2 separate regions of the Hordeum vulgare genome follow, and region 2 is linked to region 1. Evidence: chromatin contacts called from public Hi-C data. All regions are on one chromosome and are shown on one strand. The core of a region is the stretch at or near the end of the contact, and the rest is flanking DNA. Distances in the headings are between cores, read along the strand shown. Region 1 has its middle 370 kb from the start of LOC123426968. Region 2 holds the start of LOC123426198 (AT-rich interactive domain-containing protein 6-like).

What was found. A called contact is a pair of places that touch in the nucleus more often than the background predicts.
Region 2: a contact with region 1 is called in a Hi-C map of leaf, with 1.9 times the contacts expected there. The contact joins the promoter of LOC123426198 here to the enhancer-like site in region 1. A contact is called at or near these places in 3 of 6 Hi-C or Micro-C datasets (leaf and seedling).

Annotation. Positions count from the first base shown.
Region 1 is chr2H:331,678,366-331,684,113 of MorexV3_pseudomolecules_assembly, reverse strand. It overlaps the pseudogene LOC123426976. Among protein-coding and RNA genes, the nearest start is that of LOC123426968, 370 kb to the right of the region's middle. Within about 2 kb of position 2,978, at least 3 of the 3 cell types and tissues checked have open chromatin away from gene starts, as enhancers often do. A contact at or near this core is called in leaf and seedling, where this site is marked.
Region 2 is chr2H:332,215,469-332,220,662 of MorexV3_pseudomolecules_assembly, reverse strand. It overlaps LOC123426198 (AT-rich interactive domain-containing protein 6-like), which reads left to right and starts at 1,529. Exons shown (of 12, transcript XM_045109989.1): 1 at 1,529-2,543; 2 at 2,636-2,675. The coding sequence starts at 1,681.

The sequences.
Region 1 (5,748 bases), core at 1,729-4,228:
TCTCTCCTCTCGATACATCCAGACAGTTCTGAGATGTGTCAGGATCTCAAGCAAACCTTCTGGTGGACTTGCATGAAACGTGAGATTGCTCAGTTTGTGAACGAGTGTGATTTGTGTCGGAGAGTGAAGGTGGAACAACAACGTCCAACAAGTCTTCTTCATCCTTTGCCTATATCCGAGTGGAAATTCGATCATATTTAGTTGTATTTTTTCACTGGGTTTCCTAAGTCCAAGAGAGGCAACGATGCCATATTTGTGGTCATCGACAACCTGACTCAAGTTGCCCACTTCCTTCTGGGCAAAGAATCTATTTTGGCAGCTCAGCTGGCAAAGCTGTACACTTCAAGGATAGTTTCTTTGCACATGGTTCCTAAGCTTATATCTTGAGACCGAGGAAGCATCTTCACTTCCAAGTTCTGGGATTCCTTCCAAACTGCAATGGACACTAAGGTTCGTTTTAGTACAACCTTCCATCCTCACACAAGTGGTCACATGGAGAGAGTGAATCAAATTCCCGAAGACATGCTTAGAGCATGTGTTATGTCTTTCGGCATGAAGTGGGAAGTGTGCGTCCCGTTTGCTGAATTCTCCTACAACAATAGTTTCCAAGAAATTTCAGGCAAGGCCCCATTTGAGATTATGGTAGGAAGTGCTGGATCCCGCTGAATTGGTGTGAAACCGGTGAGCGTCAAATCCTTCCGAATGACATGATCACTAAAGTAGAAGAAATGTGTCGTGTCATTCATGAATATCTCAAAGCTGCTCAGTCTCGTCAGAAGAGTTACTATGATAGCAGGCAACGGGACTTGGTATTCCACATCGATGAATTTGTCTATCTTCGGGTATCTCCCATGAAGGGGACTCGGCGATTTGGCATCAAAGGGAAGCATGCATGATGTTTTGTGGGTCCTTTAAAGATTGTTGCCAAAAGGTGCAACCTTGCCTATCAACTCGAGATCCCTTCAAATTTCACCAATGTGCATGTTGTCTTTCATGTATCTCAGCTCCGGAAGTGTTTCAAGACTCCTGAGAGCACCGTTGATTTCCAAGACAGTGATCTTAAAGAAGACCTTTCTTATCATGAGCATCGAGCTGCTATTCTTGAAGAGGACGAGCGCAAGACTTACGACAAGTCTATCAAAGTCCTCATAGTTAATTGGTCACACCATTTCGATAAAGAAGCCACATGGGAATGCAAGGACCTTCTCCGCTCCGAATATCCCGAGTTCTTTCAATCCTAGATCTCGGGGCAAGATCCTCTTGTAGTGCGGGAGAGCTGTAATAACCCAAGTGCAATCCCTGAATTAATTGCATGTTTAACCTTGTATGTCATGTCAACCTTGCTTTCTCTTATTAAGATTTGGTGTTTCATGACTTTCACTTGCATCATAGCATCATATCATCCTGGCATTCATTTCTCCTTGTTGCTCATGTTGTGGTGGAGTGGAGTTGATGTTGTGATGATGTGCTTGCAACAAGTAGTTTGTTCATGAGTGAAACACCTCCCTACAAACTCTTTGGAAATACCCCCCTCTCTCTTTTATTCAGTTATGCACTGTGGTAATTTTCTACCTTGCCATCACCTTCTTTAAAAATGTTGCTATGATTGTAAATGTTATGAATGGAATTAAAAAAACTAAGGTTGTCCTTGTGAACGTGTGTGTGCCAATTTGTAAAAACCCCAAACGCCTTGCTATCTTAAATTAAGTGCATTATTTTTCTTATTTATAAAAAATGCCCAATGTGATTATAAAATAGGGCATGATTTTGGGAGCCCAAATATATTTTTTACTTCATACTTAAATCCTCTCTTTTTCTCTAGTACTTTTTCTTGCTCAAAATGTTTTATTTTAAATAAAAGATGAGAGGTTTTCTGTTGAGTAACTGGCAGTGCAGCCGAGTAGCAGAAGCGATAGTGCAGCCCAATAGCAGCAGTAGCAATGCAACCCAGTAGCAGCAGTGCCAGGGGTCCATCTCGCGCGCAGCCTGCATCCAGCCTCTCCTGCGCATGTACCTTTCCAGCGTGGACAGGGTGAGTGGCCCACATGCCGGCGACCGAAGCCATCTCTTTCATCTTCTTCGCCCCCGCCTCTCTCATGGTAAAAACACCACACCGGCATTGCCGAGTCACCGTGGCAGCCAGCGAGGAGCCTAGCTCCCCTATTTAACCCCCTCGGTGTTCGGGCCTCCTAGGGTTCCATCTTCCCCTCTCTGCCGCCACCAGGTGAGCTAGCCCCTGTAGATCCACCCGCTTCGCCCTGTCTAGAGAGTGCCAGCGAGCTCGTCATCGCCAGCAATACCTCCGGCGACCCCAAGAAGGAGTAGAGCATCCAGGAGATGCACCCATTCATGCTGCTTCCACGACGTCCTCTGCTTCTTCGAGGGGCGTCAAGGCCAGAAGCAATTGTTGTTCTTCTTCCTCGACAGGAGCTCGTCTCCGTCCAACAATTCACCGTAGCGCGTCGTCCTGGTTTCCTGGATCCTGATCTCCTACACCCAGCCCCTCCTCGTGAGAATCTGTGCGTCCCAAGTAGCTTTTCCCCCTCGATTACGCTCTCTGTTGGTCGTCGTCTTCAAGCCTGAGCGCGCCGCCATCGAACCTCGTCTCCAGCGAGTGTTTCGTCCCTACCATTCGAGAGTAGAATCACGTAGGGTTTTCCCTTTGGCACGTGGTTCCATTTTCACCGTCATCTAGTAGTTTGCCCCGCCGTGGCCAGCTAGTCAAGCTCGTCGTCGCCACCTCTATTTCATGTCGCCGGCGTCGATCCCTTGAGCGTTATGTGCCAGGAGTGCGTGCGTTTATGCAAAAGGATGTTGCGGTAGTTGTGTGCCTTTCGCGGCGCTTTTGGGTCACCAGTGTAGCGTCGTCGTGGCTTTGTGCCCTCTGTCGTCGCTGCCGGTGGTTGTGCAGTGTGTGCGTGTGTGTGTCCCTGTTTCGTGGGCCCAGCCCAGCGTAGGATGGAGTCAAAAGAGTCGAGCCACCCCACTGGTCAAGCCAGACATACTAGCCCAGCTGGCAAGCTGCGCCACTGAAAAGCAGGGGGTCTCTGGTTCTATCCCTCAAGACCTCTTCTTATTTCTTTGTGTGTTTTATTTGTGAGTGAATGATTGCGGCCCCTTGGACCCAGCTGTCATCGTCTCACGGGCCCTGGTGAGACCGCTAGTGGGATCCCGTGTGATTTATTGTTTTAGTTTATTTTTTACTTTCCTGGTGAGACCGCTAGCGGGACCCGTGTGATTTGTGTGTTTTATTTGTGAGTGGATGATAGTGGCCCCTTGGACCCAGCTGTCATCGTCTCACGGGCCCTGGTGAGACCGCTAGTGGGACCCGTGTGATTTATTGTTTTTGTTTGTTTTTTACTTCCGTGGTGAGACCGCTAGTGGGACCCCTGTGATTTATTGTTTTAGTTTATTTTTTTACTTCCCTGATGCTAATATGCCATAAATGGTAGGTTTCCAATTCAGTAAATGTCCAATTTGGGCATATGTCCAATCTGGCATATACTAGGTTATACCTAGTTGATGTAGTTTTGATTCTGGATTTTGGCTTGTTTTTATATTGTAACCTAGGCTTATGATATACTATGAATTTGGGGTAGAAAAATCTAAGGAATTCATGTGTAGAATTAGTTTTGTCTTTTGAGAAAGTTTATGTGCACCCCTTGTGATTTATTGTTTTAGTTTATTTTTTACTTCCCTGAATGCTAATATGCCATAAATGGTAGGTTTCCAATTCAGGAAATGTCCAATCTGGGCATATGCCAAATCTGGCATATACTAGGTTATACCTAGTTGATGTAGTTTTGATTCTGGATTTTGGCTTGTTTTTATATTGTAACATAGGCTTATGATATATGAATTTGGGGTAGAAAAATCCAAGGAATTCATGTGAAGAATTAGTTTTGTCTTTTGAGAAAGTTAATGTGCATGATATTTTCACAATGATGGCATTTTGTTAATTTTGTATAAAGCAATCCTTGCAACCGTTCTTAAACTTGTCAACATGAAAGTTGTAACGTGTTTAGTGTACTAGGCCGTGTTATTTAGGTTGCCATGAAAAACCTTGTATAGAGGTGGAATTCTTGCTGTCAACATGCTATGTCATTGCTGCCGATTTGGTAGGGTGAAATATGACTAGGTCTGAAATTTGTTATTAAGTAGCCGTGTTTCCATGGGGATTGCTAAGTATCTATAGGTTCTTTGGGCTGGTGCAATGGAGTGAATGATAGAGCATATTGCCCTTTCTTAAATTGTGCCAATACTTTGCAAAATAGGTTTTGCATCGTAGCTATTCTTCGTGTCAAATATGCCATGCTGATGTAAACTGCTGTAAATTTCACCTTGTGAATTTTGGTAAGTCTGAGAATTTGCTAACTTCACCATGCCATGTTTTTTTGAAGGAAATCTGTAAGGGAAACCCCCCACAACGAGTTTTTTTTGAAATAATAAGAACCCAAATTGAACTTGGGTGGATGGGTTGTACATCCACTCCACTAGCCAAGTGAGTTAGGCTCACTTCCTTTCACCATGCCATGTTGAGAGGATGCTATCAATGAATCTGAGTATTTGCTGATTGCTAGAAGGTGTTAATTGTAGTACTTATTGCCCTATATCACCATGTTATATTTCATGCCCTAAAAGTCCCTCTAGCATAGTGTTTCATTGGTGTCAATATGCCATCATGTTAACTTTGCTTGTGAAAAACTGGTATTTTCACCAAGTCATAACCTGTTATGTTTTATGCCATCTTGTGAGCCAGATTCCCATTGATCCATGCTACTATCCATGTTGCTGTTTAAATGAGTTGTTGTGCATCATGTTTACTTCATCTCCATGCCTTTGTTGAGCATGATAGCTTGCTGTAGGTGTTAGTTTTAGTATGTGCAATGTGACATGTTGCTGTTTTTGGACAAATTTCTTGTAGAATTGTTTTGTGCCTTGTGGGAGTTGAATCCATTTGTTTTGCATGATCTTTAGGTCCATTTCACCTAGAATTTCGTGCCCAATCTAGTGGCATACTTGGGATGCCAAGGAATTGCCCATAGCATCTCTCAAATTCTGTTTTATCATTGTTTCCATTCGTACCTTGTCGAGGGAATCCCGAGAAGTCCGCAACTCGGTTTGCGACGTTCTTTATATGCATTTGTATTGTTTTCTCGTGATGCATTCATTTTTGTCATGTTCATGAATGTACAAAAAATTAGTCTTGAGGTTGTGATAATGAATAAATAATTGCATGGGAAAGATGATTAGTGCTGCATTGCCATGCTTCATTCACATCATATTCATGCATCATATTGTTTGAGCATTGTGTCTTGGCTGTGTGTTTATTGGATGTTGTATTTCCTTTTGGGTAGCGTCGGGTGCTGAGTACTAGTACGAGGATCCTATTGAGAACGTTCCTGGATAGCAAGAGTTCTATTCCCTAGAAGAAGTGCCATGTAAGATGATCGTTGACCTTTATATCGTTTCTAATTTTTGTTATGCTTAGCCGTCTCATTTCTTTTGTTAAATATCGTTGCCTACTACCTGAATATCAAGCCTCCCAAAAATGCCATGATAAGCCTCTAACCCCTCCACATCCTAGCAAACATTGTTTGGCTAAGTTAGCGCTTGCTCAGCTCTTCTTATAGCATTATTTGTTGCAGGTGCAGGGTGATCCATGTGTTGACATGGATATTTGGGATATTATCTTATTATTTCTATTTAATTTAATGCACATATATAATTGGTAAAAGGTGGAAGGCT
Region 2 (5,194 bases), core at 280-2,779, 540 kb before region 1:
TTAATTATTTGCCATATCAGCGTGTTTGCTAGTGCAAGTGCATGATAGTAGATACCACCACTAGCCTAAGGGCTAGTTCTTTTGTAGCTTTTTCAACTTCTTGTCAAATTAAGCCAAAAGCCCAAAAGAACTCGAATTGAGGTGTTGGGCTTAACTTATTTCCACAACATCCTCCTTCACAATGAAAACAAGCCAGGGATAGGCCAGCTCCCCGCAGAAGTCACTTACAAACGAAGCAGTATACATCATTCCCCATGAAGTTGGTGCAAATTACTGGCAAAATGCCACTACACGACCTGGCAGTCTGCCGCGCACCTCGAGCGGAATCGAAAAAACATCGATGTTGCATGCGCGACTAGAACACACGAGGAGGAGAGGTCTCCCGATAGGGTCTCCGCCGCCGCCGCACTTCCTTCCTTCCGCCGCCGCTGCACTTCCTTCCGCTGCCATCGCCGCTAGAGCTGCCCTCCCCGGTCACCCGCGACGAAGGTTCTGCCGCCGCATATCCTCCTCTAGTCCCTCCACCGCCGCCGCCATGGACGGGAGCGTCCCGTCGCCTCACATCCTCCGACGCCCCCGCTGTTCCCCTTTGACCCGCCGACAAGCTACGAGGGGGCGGTGCGGGTGGCTCCAGCGAGCAGCCTTGCCCCTGCATCTTTGTTTCTTTACATTGAGATGTGAAATTGTTTTGAAAAAGTCATCTCAACTTATGAAATTTGCAATGGTTCAGTAGTCTTGTGGCCAAGTTACATTCATATGAAATCTGGTTCCCTACAGTTTATATGAACAACAAAAGATAAAAATAACACAATACTTCCTCTGTAAAGAAATATAAGAGCGTTTAGATCACTAAAGTAGTGATCTATACACTCTTATATTTCTTTACGGAGGGAGTACCATTTAATGAGGATAACAATATATAGTGTGAGGACATTACATATTCTGCACTAACCATATTAGAGATAAGTTATATTAGAGATAAGTTAAAAGATGCATCAAAAAGACCTGACTAACTTAGTATTTATAGCTTATTTTCATATGAACGTATCTAGCGAAAATTACTTTTGGAGCTCGGCCTTCATGGAGGTCTTTAAATTTGAAATTCAAAATTCATGAAAATTCATATTTTACATTTCAAAAGATTATGAAAAGAATATAGAAATAAGTGAGGACGTAACACACATGTATGTAAATTTTCAAAAAAGAATACGTTAAAATGAGGGTTGTACAAAAAAACAAATCTAGGATTTTTTAACACATGATACTATTCATTATTTGAGGCCATGAATTTATTTTTTTATGTAGATTGGATTTTTAAGGTATTTCATCCTAAAATTTTACGCACACACATAACATCATTCTTAATTGCATTTTTTTTTATTTTTTTAAATCAAAAAGTTTGAAATTTGATTTTTTCAAAAAATTCGATCTTTCATAAAGTTCGACCTCGAAATGAGCCTATTTTTCCAGGAGCTTATTTCGGCAGCACACCTCAAAAAGAACGGGCCCTAACCCAGCCACCCAAACTCATCGGCCGCTTCTGTCACTCAAGTCCTCCTCCTTCTCCCCTCCCCATCCCCCTCGCCCCAAACCCTAACGACCCATAACGCGCGTCGCTACCGCCGCGTCGCTACCGCCGATCCTCCGTGCTGCCCGTCTAGGTGCGGCACTTTGCTGCCCATGCGCAACGGCGAGCCCGCCTCCGGCGATGGCCAGACCGAGGCCGCCGACACCGTCGATTCCGTGAAGGACTCGGCAAATCCCGAAAGCGCGGAGGCGGACATGGAGGTGGAGGAACAGGGGAAGGACGACGCCATGGTGGATGCCGACGCCGACGCCGACGCCGTTGGTTCTACCAAGGATTCGGCGGTGCCTGAAGAAGGGGGTGCCGAGGAAGTCGGGGGGGAGCACAAGGGCGACGCCCTAGTGGATGCGGCTGCCAGCACCGTTGCGTCCCTTGCCTATTTGGGGAAGGTCGAAGCCCAAGGTGTGGAGGAAGAGGTAGAGGAGCGTGTAGGCGATGCTCTGGTGGATGTTTCTGTGGCTCATCAGGTCAAGAGTGAGGCCCAGGGAAATGAGGGTGCGGAGACGGAGTGCGAGGCCCAGGGAAATGAGGTGGTGGAGACCAAGGGCGAGGCCCAGGGAAACGAGGGGGCTGAGATGAAGGATGACACCCAGGGAAATGAAGCTGCCGAGATGGATGTTGATAAAGCGGGAAATGGAGATGAGCACACAGAGGTCAGGGTGGATGGTGACAAGGGCAGCTTGCTCAAAGAGGAAAGCGACAATGGTGGAGATAATAAGAAGGATGCCAATGGTGAGGATGAGCTAGGGTCGGCACTAGCTGGGGAGGATGAAAACCACCACTTGTCTGACAAGGTCTCAAACAACTCCTTCATGTTTGATTACACTCGTGGGGGCGATGACTCGGGGACGGAGGAGGAGCAGGCTGAGTTTATCAAGGAGCTTGACCGGTTCTACACGATGAAACTAATGGAATTCAAGCCCCCCAAATTTTATGGTGAAGGATTGAATTGCCTCAAGTTAGTACCGCAAGGACTTACCTTTACGTTTGTATGATAGATAAGTTATTCTGATTGCTGAATGATTTGACATTACCTTGACCTTTTTGCAGGTTGTGGAGACAAGTAACAGGATTGGGTGGCTATGATCAGGTACTCATTTCATCCCTTTGTGACATTATGCCAGGGCATCTTGTGTTTAGTTTTGTTTTAGATCTGTCCTGGTGCTTTCTGCATAGCAATATATGGTCTACAATCATAAAGCTGATAAGATTACTCTGAATATTTCCATATGTGGTTTGCTTACTTAATGAACACATTATACTCCCTCCATTTTTATATACAAGGCCACTATCAAAATTACAATTTACAACTATACAAGGCCACTAACACTAATTGAGGAAATTTAATTGTGTTTGCCTCGTATAAACAAAAGAGGACATTAATTATCCCTTGCATGCATGAGGAGTGGGAAGGTTGGCTTGCATATATGGTCTACAATTATAAAGCTGATAAGATTACACTGAATGTTTCCATATGTGGTTTGCTTACTTAAGGAACACATTATACTCCCTCCAGTATCAAAATTACAATTTACAACTATACAAGGCCAATAACAACAATCGAGGAAATTTAATTGTGTTTGCCTCGTATAAACAAAAGAGGACATTAATTACCCCTTGCATGCATGAGGAGTGGGAAGGTTGGCTTGCATGCACCCCATTAATCAGCCAAAGAGGCCTGAGATCATTGGCTTGTTGTGTGTGTCATGGAAAATACACATTAATTGACACAGCAAACAAGGAGACAAGTTGGTTTACAACATTGGCTTAAGGAGACATTAAGTTTTGCCTTGGTACGTGTAATATGAGTTTGTGGCCTTGTATACAAAAATGGAGGGAGTATTTGGAATGGTTTGTCCGTTTATAGATATAGATCTTTTAAGAGTAAAATGTATCACATGTCCTATAACTATTAGAGGGGTCTCAAGTTAGCCCTAAAACTTCATAACTGCAGATTGGGGTCCTAAAACTAGTTAAGTTGTTCACTGGAGGTCCTAAGTAGCCCAGAGCCGCGTTGACTTGCTCATGTGTCATCTTCTTTTTGCTGAAATGACCTTATATAGGGTAGCCTATTTGCCTTCTGACATCCAGGTGCATCTTACGTATTCCCCACAGAAGTCGGCTTAGAGGCATCGGCTTTTTCTTGAGCACCATGTGTGCGGCATGCCGTTGACGTACCTCACTCACTTCGGCGCATCTAAAACGTGCAACACACTGAGCCATCTATGCACTGCTACTGTGGTGCTCGCGCCAGCTATCATAGCCACGGTGCCTGCAGATTTAGCTCTACTCTGGTAGCCTCGGTCCTGCTCTTGACCTATGCATCACCAGTACGTGGCCACCGAGATCAACTTCTTCCGCCCTGCACAAATGGCACCCATTCGCTAGCCCCAGAGGTGCATGTCTGCTTCTCTGGACCGGGTTGAACACCGTCTTAGGCACCACCATGTCAGACCACGTCCTTGCTACTCGTGTCACACTGGAAAACTGCACCGCCGGCCCCAGGATTTTGCGACAACCGACAGTGGCAGCTGACCCGCTACACAGAATGTCAAGAACATTCCTCTGCTCCGCCTGTTTGCCGTGGAGCTGCCACTGCCAGCAGTGGCCAAGGAGACACAAGTTGGTCACCAGGGTGACAGATTGTAAGGTGCTGTCACTCTGGCAGGTCAATGCCTTGGTTTGCACTAACAAGCTACAGTCACATATTTAGCAAAAACTATATTGATGTGCCAATGGTCAACCGCCACGTGAGCAGTTCAATGCCCCCCCCCCCCCCCCCCCCCCCCCCAGGACTTGGATCTGTGGTTTTGAAGTTTTAGGACTAGCTTGACACCCCTCGTAGTTATAGGACCTCTGATGCGTTTTACTCATCTTTTCTCTATGCTTTTGGTACCTTTGTTATGCTACCATACTCATGTAATCCACACGTCTACTCATCTGCCGAACTTGTTTGTACCCTATGCCTTTATATCAGATCCTGTTAATTGGATGCACCTTACACAAAGTATGAAGCGTCATTTTTAATATGATACCTTTCTCTCTTCCATATGCTGTTTACAATCCTTGTTCAACTATTTAATTGATTATCTACTAATGTTTTCTCTATGGACAATGACTCAAGTTCTATCACCAACATAGAAGTAGGGACAGACTCCATTTAGTTTGTTGGTATTAGAAATACGACCCAAAACCTCGTGCTTACTGTCCTACCTGGCTCATGCAGCCAATGAGGCATTCCTTTTCCCATGATCTTGCCTGGCATTATTATCATATTTTGTGTTTTCAGTAAGTGAGTTGTAAAGTACTTCCTCAGCTCAGAATTAGTTGCCACTCAAACGGATGTATCTAGTACTGAAAATACGTCTAGATACATCCGTTTGAGCGTCAACTAATTCCGGACGGAGGGAGTATATGATTTAAGAAAAGCAATGGTAAGAATCACATCAGAGGGCAAAAGGTTAACCATATTGAAGAAATCAACATAACTAATAAGGATTTCTTGCAAGCCAAGATTTCTGTTTTTTGGAAAGACAAAACACCAGCCTGAATGATAGCTTGACCATGTGCAGTGGAAGCAATGGCACTAATCATAGTTTTTAATGATGA